Regions from separate parts of the Anser cygnoides genome. Here region 2 is linked to region 1. Evidence: chromatin contacts called from public Hi-C data. All regions are on one chromosome and are shown on one strand. Each heading gives the region's core, a stretch centred on a gene start, on an enhancer-like site or on the middle of the called end of the contact. The rest is flanking DNA. Distances are from core to core; before and after follow the strand shown. Region 1 overlaps KCNH7 (potassium voltage-gated channel subfamily H member 7). Region 2 holds the start of IFIH1 (interferon induced with helicase C domain 1).

The links. Hi-C and Micro-C count contacts between places; a contact is called where the count stands out from the background.
Region 2: a contact with region 1 is called in a Hi-C map of liver, with 2.5 times the contacts expected there. The contact joins the promoter of IFIH1 here to the enhancer-like site in region 1. A contact is called at or near these places in 2 of 7 Hi-C or Micro-C datasets (both in liver).

Annotation. Positions count from the first base shown.
Region 1 is chr6:24,037,213-24,043,495 of Taihu_goose_T2T_genome, forward strand. All of the region lies in intron 2 of KCNH7 (potassium voltage-gated channel subfamily H member 7), which reads left to right. The region is part of intron 5 of LOC106029940 (a long non-coding RNA gene); the gene reads right to left. Among named protein-coding and RNA genes, the nearest start is that of KCNH7, 62 kb to the left of the region's middle. Within about 2 kb of position 3,264, at least 2 of the 3 cell types and tissues checked have open chromatin away from gene starts, as enhancers often do. A contact at or near this core is called in liver, where this site is marked.
Region 2 is chr6:24,209,056-24,215,338 of Taihu_goose_T2T_genome, forward strand. IFIH1 (interferon induced with helicase C domain 1) reads left to right here and starts at 2,544. Exons shown (of 16, transcript XM_013171142.3): 1 at 2,544-3,560; 2 at 5,468-5,624. The coding sequence starts at 3,117.

The DNA of each region.
Region 1 (6,283 bases), core at 2,014-4,513:
CCAACAAGACAAAGAGAATTACTCTATAGAGGCATGAGTCTAGAGTAAGCACTAGCTTCAATTGCTCCAAGCTAGATATGATTTTAAAGTGGAAGTTGGGATATGCAGAAAATTGGGCAGGAGTATCTCCTCCATTTTTCTGGACCAGTGCCTATGACCATGCTGTTTTTACTACCATTTTTGATCCCTTTTCGTAATACCAGTTTTTAGAATAGTTATATGTTCACTGTTCTATAGGTTTGTTATGTTTGGATAAATACAGGAAAGATTCCACAGCTTTAATTAAGAGTTTTTCTGGAAAGCCCAAAGGTTACTATTAGTGCAGAAGAGCTTTGAATAATGAAACCCCATTCTTTGGTCCTTTTTTATGCAAGTAATCTGAACTACGTGACAACCCTCCCAATAGTTTTCAAGAGTTGCAGTGAGATCCTGTCAATCAGTGCTTGACTTTTGACTGTTTTCTAAGCAGCAACAGATTAAGTAAACCCTACAGTGACAGTATTCTCTGCTTACTTATCCTGGCAGTAGCCAACAGCTCTTAGTATTTTAAACATGACTAAAAATATCCACCAGTTCAGAGAATGATATAAATGGCCTTGTAACAAACCACATACGCAGACGTTATTTATTACCAAGTATAGAGAGGGGAAGCACTGAAAGCAAATTCAGGTAGGATATATCTACAAGCACAGTTATCAATAACCAAATAATTAAAAGGAGTAGGCTGCCTTAATGTTTTGTTATTAAGTGACTAACCCAGAGATTCCTATTTAAAAATAACCCCTGCAAACATTTGGTTAACAGATGTCCTCTGGACAATTCTGCTTGAATCTTTTGGAGGTGTGCTTAGCTATAATTGTCATTAAAGATTTATTTTAGAAACCTTCAATAGGACTTTATGTTCCCTAAATTAGAGAGAGTTTATTTGTTGGTATAAATCAAAAAGAAAGCATAATCGTATTTAGCTCATTTGAGGATTTCACAAGGGAACACGAATAAGTACCACAGTAGCAATGAGTTTCATACCTGTTAACATTTTACTTTCTGAAACCAGTCTTGGATTGTAATATTTCATTAATAGGGAGATCCCAGGGACTTGCAATTAGGGCAGAAAATATACATGTCAAATCTATATTCCTGAAAATGTACTGCATGGGAAGACTAAAATAGTAGTATTGGAGTATATAATGCAATTGAGATTAAACAATGTAAGATAATTCCCTGGTTTTGGTATTGTACAAATATATGAGAATGTGGGGGCAGCGGTCAGTAAAATCTCTTTTTGCCATAGTCTCCCAGAAAAGACAAGCAGTAAAAGTAGTTCACTTTGCAAATTTACTGTAAAGAGAAAACAGTAAAAAGGAGATATTTGGAAAAGAATATGAAGGAAAATTTTCCATTTTCTTTATTGTTTGTAATTTACTCTTCCACAGCTTTTTAATAGTCTTTTACCGCCAGAACATTGAAATATTTCACCAAAGTCAAATCAACTCCTGCTCACACCTTTCATACTGTATGCAAATACATTCAATATTATCTCAGATTTAGAGTTGGAGAAAAGAGACACAGATTTCTCTTTATACTGGCAACACCACTGCCTTGTGCAGTCAAGCTCAGAATCAAAATGTTTGCTTGTTAAATAAACTGTGTATCTGTCAGTATTGCTGTTGGAATAGACTGTAAGGGAAAGGGCAGCATTTCAAATATACACCACCCTTTAGTCTTCAATATTTGTCTTTTCAAACAGCAGAAAATAGTATTTATTATAACATACTTATTCAATTATTTTGGATTGAAACCTAAAGGATCTGTCATGTTTTTCTCCAGTAACCGTCTTTTTGATTCTTCTGTTCACTCAACAAGTGTATCTGTATCGTGCTTGTTACAGATGCATGCACTATCACTGAATGAGGCACTTCTGTAATTAGGAGCAGGGTCACTGTATTAGAGCAGTTCTCTGCCCACACTTACATACCTTGCTGAAAGGCATTGAAGCATGCTCCTGATGAATCACAGGTGGATGCATGTTCAATCTAATAACAAGTTCTCTTTCAATAGCACTATTGCAAATCTTGTGTTTACTAGTTAAGGCCTTTAGTAGTTTCTTATTTATGCATAAACATAGTCTGCCAATATCTTTTGTGATTGTGAGCTTACACTGTTCATCACTATCCTTAGTATTTTTTCTTATTAATAGCATTGTTGTTATCTAATTTCAGATTAAAAATCCAAAATACTTCCTCTATTAGAAAAACTCATGTCAGAATCTCCCAGTAATCTGACAGTTTCTGACTTCACTTCCAGACCCAAATCCAAATCTTACCAGAGACTTGGTTAGCATTCTCTTCAAAGTATTTGTATAAACTCATTTTCACTTCGTGTGCTCATGAAAATGAGGATAATGAGGTATAACTCTCTTGCGTATTTTCATTTTACACGGACTATGTTTTTGTAATAATATAAGTTTGCAACCATCTTTCCTGCTTAGGCTAACTGAAACACATGAAACTCATTATATTCTATTAACAAACTAAGACTACCTTCTTTCTGGAAAACTCTATCTGCAGTTAGAGAGTGAAAGGACTGTATTCATCTTTTTCCAGTGGTCTCCCATTACTAGAGTTTAAATTTAATCTCTCACATTTAGTGTTTCTCAGAGCTTTTAGATCTTCCACTCTTTCTCTCAGGTTATTTTCTTCAGCCTTTTTTTATTCCTGATACTATGTGCTATTCAGATACCAGATTGCACAAAAGATCATGAAATACTGAAACTACTCTAATTACTTCACCTTCCTATGATCTCTGCAGTGTCCTTCCTGAGTCCATCTGGATGTTAAATCCTACAGGTTCAGATCCAGTACCCAATGTATGGAATCATTCTCACTATAATGTGTGGAAGACATTTGCCTCACTGAATTCCTACACTACGTACTTGAATATTTCCAGAATTACTAGAAATGCTAAACTTTTGAAGCTGCACTTCATGACTTGAATGAGACTCAAACTGTGACTGGATTCACAGGGCATGTTGTCTCTGTTTCCTTTGTCAGTGTGCCTGTAAAACAGAAGGGTAAATTCTCATCTGCACAATAAAGCAAAGCTGCTGACTAAGTCAGCAAAACTGGACTTTTCAACAAACAGATTTTTTTAAATTACATGAATGTTAAGAAGCACCCTGCTAAGTTTACCACAGGGAATCATATCCTAAAGAGTCAGTGTGCTATTAGATTCTCTGCAGATTTGCAATGTTAATTAGAAAAATACAAATAATGTGCAAACCCCAGGCTCAGTATATGATCTGAGAAACTGAGCTAAGCACATATTTTTTCTTCAAGGTTGTAGAACAGTGAGAAAGGACACATCATTAAGAATTCATTTTGCATTTGAACACTGTCTTGCTCAGGGTGTGAAGTGAATCACACACCCAGCCCATCTACCTATCACCAGCTAACAAATAGAGTATCACAGAATCAGGCTAGTGCAGTATGTTCTTCCTGTTCTCAAATATAAAAGCTAAGTCAATAATTACTCTGCCTCTACCTCTGTGTATTTTTTGCTTTCACAGCAGACACTGAATCCATGTAGCCGCATTGATGTCAATCCCACCATTAAACCCTTGATCTCTGTATACTCACTTTGTTTCATGCATTGCCAAAGAGATCAACCCTGCAACTAGTTCCAAAGTATATAGGTAGTAAAAACTTCTGGTTAGGACGCTGCCATTGGCCCTTCTGTCTTTTTCTGACTGAGCTCTGTACACATGGGGCAGCTCTCAAAGTCAGCTGTCAAAAGCAGACCCAGCCACCAAAGCTGGGTTGGAACATTTCAAGATAGACATGGTCTCTCTAAGCAATATTTTCAGACAAGCAAGTAGAATCAGCCTTTTTTTTTTCCTCTTTTTTTTTTTTTTAACTCACAGGGACTATATTATAATTGGTAGGTGTCATTGTCATAGGTGTCATTGTCATCTTGAAAACTATTGTCTCCCATTTCTAAAAGCAGCTATTTGGTAAGTCAACATCAGTCACCATTCAACACATACTTAAGGTCAAAGTGTGGAAGGTACAAGAGACATCTGCAAAGGGAGGACAGAGTAGCAAAAGAATAATCTTCCTTTCCTTATATCTAGTTTTTCAAAAGTTTGAACACATGCCAGAGTCAACGAAAATGCAGCAAGGTCAGTCAACAAATGATCCACAGTAGAGTTGTACTGAAAGACACCCTGTCTTTGTCAACATTCTGTAAATGTTAAACTAGTTTTGGTCAAAGCCTCTGTCCAGTTCAGCCAGCAGTATGGGAACCTATTTGTCCCCAGATTTTTTTTGTGCTGCGGGCCCCACAAGGCTCTCTTCAAAGGAACCTGTCACTGGAGATTTCCACCTATACCAGAATTCAGAAGGAAGTAGAAGCTTTGGGGAGCTCTCATGAAGCAGTTTTGTTTCCATATATTTCAGAGTTTTGATGAACTCTGGCCACATGACCTGAATGTTAGGAAGGCTAAACATCATCCATAGGTGATGGTGAATTGATCTTGAAAGACATAATAGTAATCTGTGACTACAGCAAGTGTTCCATTCTTCAGCCAGGTCTTATCCTAAAATACTGTTACTAACTTATGGGTTCTGTTGTCAAACTAGATATACTTGCTTTATTAGCTTCCACTGAGAGAGGTATTTTAGTAATTATACAAAAGCCATGGTAGTGAATAATAAAAATGATGACTTTCTTCAAGCACTGAATTGTGAGTTTTACTAGAAAATGAAAATTCCTTTCTTCCATATGTCCCTGTTAAACTTTTTCTTGTTGTCATTCCAATTCAATTTTCTAACAGAGATTTAAAGAAACTCTGTTAATATCCAAGCACATAAATATGCATTTTGAAATATGTAATAATGCAATTAAAGGTACTCTAGACTTGAAAGACTCGTACAGCAGATAAGAGTGGTAAGAGCTCAATTTCAGAACAGAAATAAAAGTCTTTAGAAGTGTTTTCTTTTAGGTGTTTTCTTTAATATGTTTTTGAGCACCTCAGGGTTGTTGCCTAAGAAACCTTCCTTAGCAGATTATTTCACTCTAATTGTTCTACACGTTTTTCTCATCTCTCTGCTTTGTGTGTGTGTGACTGTTTATAGATTGATTACCATTATTCATATAGAATAATTCATCTCTCAACTCTGCTATTACCTCCAAGAAGTGTTTAATTTCTCGCCTACCTTTTATATCTATGAGTACCAAGATTATCATTTTCTAGCTAAAGTGCATTACATCATTTTTCTGTTTTAAGGAAATTGTGTTCATTTGGATAGAACACTAAATCCTTACAAAGTCATAGATTCATTTAGCTTCTGTGAGCAGTAAACTGAATGTTTATGCAAAATTACAAACAATCCTGATGAATTTTTCTATTAGTATTTTTATCTAGTTTCTATTTTTATTTTTACTTATTATAAATCATTTGTCCCGAAAACCAATTGGTGCTTTAGAATGTGATTCTCTTCCTTTTGTGAAAGGAATGACCTTTCCCTCCCCACATTTGCACACATATCTGCCAGTTAGCATTAGACAGGAGCATAAATAAAATATTTTGAGGAGCTGTGGATGAGATTTCACAGGCATTCTGGATGAGATGGAGAGTATTAAGGAATTTCTGTCAAAAGTGACCATTCCTTGGCATATGCTTAAAGACTGCACATGTGAAGGAAAGCAAGGCTTGCCTATGCCCCTGTGTGAGAGAACAGCAGCACAGTTCACATGTAACTAGAAGAAAACAAGACTGGCTAGCAGAACATGAAATGTAAAGCCTCTGTGTAGAAGGGGCTTCCATAATTTTGTTTTTTCTACAAGGACTAAAGTGCTCATCTGAGTCTAATTAAAAGCTTGAGGAATTGCAGAGTTTCTTTAACTGAAAGAACTGGCTATAAAGTTCTTCCATATCTTTCCCTACTGGCTGTAAAGTCAGATAAAACAGGCTATATGTTAAAGTATAGAATTGTTGGTAGCTTTCAACAGAGTTTTCATGCAGTATCTGGAAAGAGAACTGTGCTGATCTTTGTGAATCTTTCAAGACAATCCAAAGGTGGAATTGCTAGCAAATAAAACGTTCTGTACAGTACCTTCTGTCTTTCACTGCTCCCTCACTAAGTCGTTAATGAGGCTTCTTGAGTATTGTGTAAGTTTAACCATAAAGAAAAAGGTGAAAGAAAGTAAAAATGTTAAGTTTCTATTTTATTTTATTTCTCATGTTGAGTATAGTTCTGTTAATATTTACAGAATCTGATACTAT
Region 2 (6,283 bases), core at 1,294-3,793, 170 kb after region 1:
AAGCACCAGTGTCATGAAAACTAAGTGACAAGGCCCTATAGCAACTGTGTTTAGGTTGAGCAGCCAAACAACACAGAAAAATATTTATTCTTCTTTCTTATGCTGTAGCCACAAGTACCCTTCTTCAGCTCTCCTATTGCTCAAGGACATGTAACGCAAACAATATCCAAGCCTTTCATGTTTGTTTGTGCTATAATGGACGCTGTGCTTTCCCAAACACTACAACTCGTTTTCAGATATACTACCCGCCCTTCCTAAAACTCTTTTCAGAAAAGGCAGTTTCGTTTCCACCGCCCCTGCCGGGCACACGAAGCCACAACACTACTGCAGCCCCTCTGCGGAGCTAGGGCTGCCCTGGTCCGCAAGCAGCGCCGAAGGGGAGCGAAACGGAACGGCGAGCAAGACCCTGCCAGGGCCGAAGGCACGGAGTCGCCGTGATCTTAGGCTCGGCGGCCCCAAGAGGCGGCAGCCCCGGCACTGAGCTCCCCCCTTCCTCTCGCACACCCCCAAACCAGGCCCGCCCGCCGCCACCTCGGCCGCTGCTGTTGGCCGCTACGCGCCTGCGCGGCGCCGCCGGGGCGGTGACGGGCGGTGAGGAGGGGCTCGGCGCGTTGCGGCCGCCTCGGCGGGGCGGGGGAGGGGATGTTCTGTTTATGCTCGTGCTTTAATCATAGAGTCATAGAATGGCCTGGGTTGAAAAGGGCTTTAAAGATCATCCAGTTTCAACCCCAGTGCTCTGGGCTGCGTTTCCAACCACTCGAGCAGGCTGCCCAGAGCCTCATCCAGCCTGGCCTTGAATGCCTCCAGGGATGGGGCATCCACGACCTCTCTGGGCAACCTGCTCCAGAGCCTCACCACCCTCTGAGTGAAAAACCTTCTCCTAATTTCCAACCTAAATCTCACCTGTCTTAGTTTAAAACCATTCCCTCTTGTCCTATCACTATCAACACATATAAACAGGCATTCCCCCTCCTGTTTATATGCTCCCTTCATGTACTGGAAGGCCGCAATGAGGTCTCCCCAGAGCCTTCTCCAAGCTAAACAAGCCCAGCTCCCTCAACCTTTCTTCATAGGAGAGGTGCTCCAGCCCTCTGAGGATTAAGCTTTGCCGTGTGGCCACCCCCCCGGCCATGGGTTGGGTTTCCCCCCGGGGCCAGGAGCTGCCCATGGCACTCTGCTGGAGGCTGTGGTTGTCAGCCCCGTGGCTGGTATCAGCCCAGTCATGAAGGGACGGAGGGCTCGGCAATGGCTGAGGCGGGGAGGAGTGCAAGCATCCAGCTAGGGGATGGCAGGAGAGCAGGAGGTCAGCCATTACTTGTTCAGCTTAGTAGCAGCAGGGATAACATCAAGTAATGTTGGTCTGCTTGTCCCTCTAAAGCCAAATAAGTGCCCTTCTGATGTCTGCAAACTCCTTGAGCCTGTAAAGGACTGTTCTGGTATAAATACACAGGGCCTTATTTGCCACTGCTATGTATGCAACATGTGAACGAAACCCTGGCCTGTCATCTAAAGAAAGTAATGACAGCAGAAGAAGTACAGGGGGCAGAAAGCAGAGTGACTTTCCCCAAAAGTCTTTCAAATGAAACTTGCGTAAAGCAGTAATCAGAAATAATGAAGAGTGAAACTTGAGAGAAGCAGAAGGGAAAGCAAGCAGTAAAATGAAAGTAAAACAAACTGGGAAACAAAGTAAGGAAACAAGATGCGTATACAACAATATAAGCAAGAGTGAAAACTCTGTGTGTCTTCAAAGATGGACAACAAAGCTGGTGAAGGGTCTAGAGAATGAGTCTTGTGAGGAGCAGCTGAGCGAGCTGAGGTTGTTTAGCTTGGAGAAGAGAAGGCTCAGAGGAGACCTCATTGTACTTTACAATTACCTTAAAGGAGGCTGTGGCGAGGTGGGGATCGGGCTCTTCTCCCATGCACCAAGTGATGAGGGGAAATGACCTCAAGTTGCGCGAGGGAGGTTTTATGTCAGATATTAGGAGAAATTTCTTTACTGAAAAGGTTGTGGGGCATTGGAACAGGCTGCCCAGGAAAGTGGTTGAGTCACCATCCCTGGAGGTATTCAAGAAACATGTAGATGTAGAATTTAGTAGCATGGTTTAGTGGTGGACTTTAGTACTAGGCTAAAGGTTGGACCTGATGATCTTAGAGGTCTTTTCCAACCTGAATCTCTGGAACACGTCTAACTGAACATGTTCTGCAGTATCACTGGATACTTGAGAGAGCATCAAAATCAATGTGAAGTAATTACAGGCACCATTTTGCTTTGAATCAGACCTAGAGGGCAAAGATTCCCAAAGTCTGGAATACCTACTGCTTGTACCAATGTATAAATAAATAAATAATATTCATCAGTGAAAAGATACCCCAAACCTCTAATTTTGCCTCGTTGGGGGCACTGTTAGAATTTAGATCACAGATTAAATGCCTTCATTTGAGTAGGATACAGTTCACAGCAACAAATTACTACTGGGTGGGGCACGAGAAGCAGGCAGCCAAACGTGTTCTGCTGGGCTGCACCCACAGTGCGTGCAGGAGCTCATCCAGTTCTGGTGTTTAGGTTTTAGGTTCAGCCTGAAAGACTAAGACCCAGAGACAGAATAAGATCAGATACATGGGTTCTGTAATGTGAAGTGTCATTTACAAGCTTAAGGAGATATAATCGGATCTGAAGTGTGCAGAGGGACTAATCCTGCGAGTGAAGGCAGACCACTCCAATCGCCTGGGGTCCCCACCTCCGCAGCGTCTAGTTCCTCCACACTAGTAGTGTGAGGCTGGAAAGGCACAGCTGCACAAATCGTTGGCACCCCAGCGAGCAGCACTAGAAACCCCCGTCTGGAAAGCGAAAGTTCCGCCTTTAAACCCACGCTGCCCGTTCAAAGTTTCCTTCCAAGCCTTTGGGAGCGACACTTCCCCGTGCCCGTCCCTCCAGGGGCTGGACAGCCGCACTCGGCAGCCGCCCGCAAACGAAACCGAAAGGGCTCGAAAGGAGCCGGCTTAAGGGGCGGCGACCTGCGGGCGGGCTGCCGGCGGACCCCGGCTGCGGCGCTCCCCGGCCGCCCCTGCAGTATCCCCCGACCCCGGCCCCGGCCCCGGGCACCGCCAGCGCGACCATGTCGGCGGAGTGCCGAGACGAGTGCTTCCTCTACATGATCTCCTGCTTCAGGCCGCGGCTGAAGCAGTGCATCCGGGTGCTGCCGGTGCTGGACTGGCTGCCCTCGCTGAGCCGGGAGGAGAAGGAGAAGGTGCGGGTGGCGGCGGAACAGCGGGGCGAGGTGGAGGGGGCCGAGGAACTGCTGCGCGCTGTGGAGCGCGGCCCCCGGGGCCAAGGTTGGTTCGCCGAGTTCCTGCAGGCGCTGGAGAAAGGTGGCTGTGACCTGGCTGCCCGCTACATGAACCCCAGCCAGCTGCCCTCACCCACCGAGGAGGCCGACCACGACCTCTGCGTGCACTTGGTGCAGCTGCTCCACGCCACCCTGGTGGATAGGATGCAGACCAGGCAGGTGGCCGAGAGGTGCCTGCAGATGGACATTTTCCAGGAGGAGGACCTGGAACGGGTAAGTGGCCCGTCCTCTCAGGCTGGGCACCAGGCAGTCCCACAGACACTGGTCACCCCCAGGAGCTGTGGGGCACCACAGCAAGAAGTGGCCTTGTGTGAGTGCAGAAAGCCAAAGGGTGGTACCCAAACCTGGGGGAAAAGACAGGTGGTGCTCCAGGTAAACTGCTGAACACTTACAGGTTGGCTAGCAGATGGGATGCCAGCTAACAACCAGGGGCAGACAGTAAATACCTTGAGCAGAGATTTAGAATAGATCAGTATGTAAGTGGAAGTAGTCTGGCCAACTTTACTGTGACTTACCATTTTGACAGATACCAGGCTCAGAAGATCAGTAAGTGTCTTTTGGCCTGTGAACCATACCAGAAAGTTGTGCCGGCCTGTAAAGTTCTAGAGAACATTTGAAGTAAAACAAGACCTCCCCTCACCTTTATTTTCTGCCTTAAGTTCACTAAGGAATATCACAGCCAGCAGCAGACTATAAAGCTGAGCAGAAATACCAATCTGACAAGAAAGAGCAAGTGAAGGGTAATGGCTTTGACAAAAACATTTGCCAGTGTTTTTCTCCATTGGGCCAAGAATGGCTTGCCTGGACTAGCGTGAAACTTACTTGGAACCAAAAAAGAAAAAAAGTAGATACCCTGAAACAGTATTAGAAGAAATATATATATAGTTGGCACAGGAATAAGACAAAAGATCACAAACTAATGGTGGAATTATGTCATACTTGCACTCTGAACTTTGCATCAACTGTTTAGGTACTTTAATGCTCACGTCAGTTAAATGAGAGTCATGTATATAATTTCATCTGATTGGTGACTGTTGGGGAGCAGCAAGGGCTAGCTGCACCCCACGAGCTGGGGAGCCAAGCATGGTAATGCAGCAGGTAGAGACAGGAATCTTTTAGGAGGCTATTGGCTCCATTCCTTAATGGGTGCACATGTTCCGTGGTCATCTTTATGCTGCTTGTATTTCTGCTTAAGTCGTTACCCTTCAGACCCTTACCAGTTTCAGCTCTGACAGGGCCTAGGCTTTCTTAATGAATGACATCCCAGGATGGTCTCGCTATATTCCTCTTTGTTTAACTCTTCCCTCCTCCCACTGCCCACACACCTTCTTCATGTATTCAGCCTCAGCCAGGGGGCTTTTACCCTGTTTGGCCAAACTTGAGCCGGCTGCTATGCCTACCCATTTTCTCGCATATCAGGATGGATGATTCTTGAGCCTTGAGGAAATTGCCCTTGAAGACTGAACACCTGTCTCAAGCAGCAGTACTTCTGAAACAGTGCTTTTCTTTTTTGTGAACACCTGCCCACTTTTGCTCATGACAACCTTGGAACACTTTTCTATAGCTTCTTTGACGGCAGTAGTCACTTTCAACAGGCTATTGTATCTTGTATTATTTTACTGCACTGTATTATTGTATCGTATTTTTAAGTGAGAATTGAGAAGTTGAAGCCAGTGTTTAAGAAGGGAAATGTTCCATTCTAAATATGAGGTCATGCCATAGATGAAGTGTGAGCTCTGGTATGCTGTAGGGCATTACTTCTCCTTAAGCAAGGATGGTTAGTTCCTAAACCGATGTGAACACCAATTATCGTTCCATAATAAAAATGATTATATAATGGTTATTATTATAATCATTTCCAGTACCACCAGTCTCTCAAATCTCAGATCTCTTGTTTTATACATACTACGAGAAACTATATGATGTTGGACAAAAATGCAGTAAATCTCTGCTGGTGAGTAAAACGATTGTCAGACCCACCATATATTTTTGTTTCTATGTTTTAGTGATGACAGGGGAATACTTTTGTACATATACTATTCTTGGTAACTTCCCTAAACTGTTTCAAAATTCAGTCTCAAGGTTGTTTAATTTATTTTATTTTATTTTATTTTCACCAGATCAGTGCTGTTACTGACACTCGTGGGAACAGAGATGGTGCAAGGGAGCTGTTGAGTAGAATAGTGCAGAAAAAGGATTGGTTCTCTCCTTTTTTGGTTGCTCTGCGTCAAACACAACATGAAGACCTTGCAGATGATTTAAGCGGAAATACGGGAGGTAATCATCTTATTTCACCATAATAATGTTGGTTGTTTTTTTTTTAGCATCTCTTTTTGAGCTGTTACTTTGGAAACAATGCAGGGTTCCAGCCATATTGATTTCACTGCTATGCTGAGACAAATGCTTTCAGTTGTCTGAGGATTTCAGAATGAAGTTATTTAACAGCTAACCTGATAGATTCTTAAACACTAGAAATCCTTATTAAGCAATATCAAACTTACAACAGTATGACCAAAATTGTAATTAAACTGAATACTTATCTTTTGTAACCCATTGGTTTTCAATGTGATATTTGTATAATCATTCATAATAAATAGTCAGAAGATTATTTTGAACAAATAAAACAAGCTTTTTCCAGATTTCTCCTTCACCACAAAGATTAATGTTTCTTTTATGGCATGGTTTACAAATACATTTGGTATTTTAAAGTAGACTGCAGTATATCTCCTTGGGGATAACACATTGATAGGTCTCAAGATATATTGCATAACATTTACAGTAAGTAATAGAATAAACTAGTAAACATTATTTACAGAAATGAAAGTAAAAGAGGTTTGGGTTTTCGCTTACCACTTTTTATTCCTGTACAGCAATTATGATGTTGTAAAATTATCACCCTACATGCTAAAATATGGAAAAAAAGGAGACCCCAACCC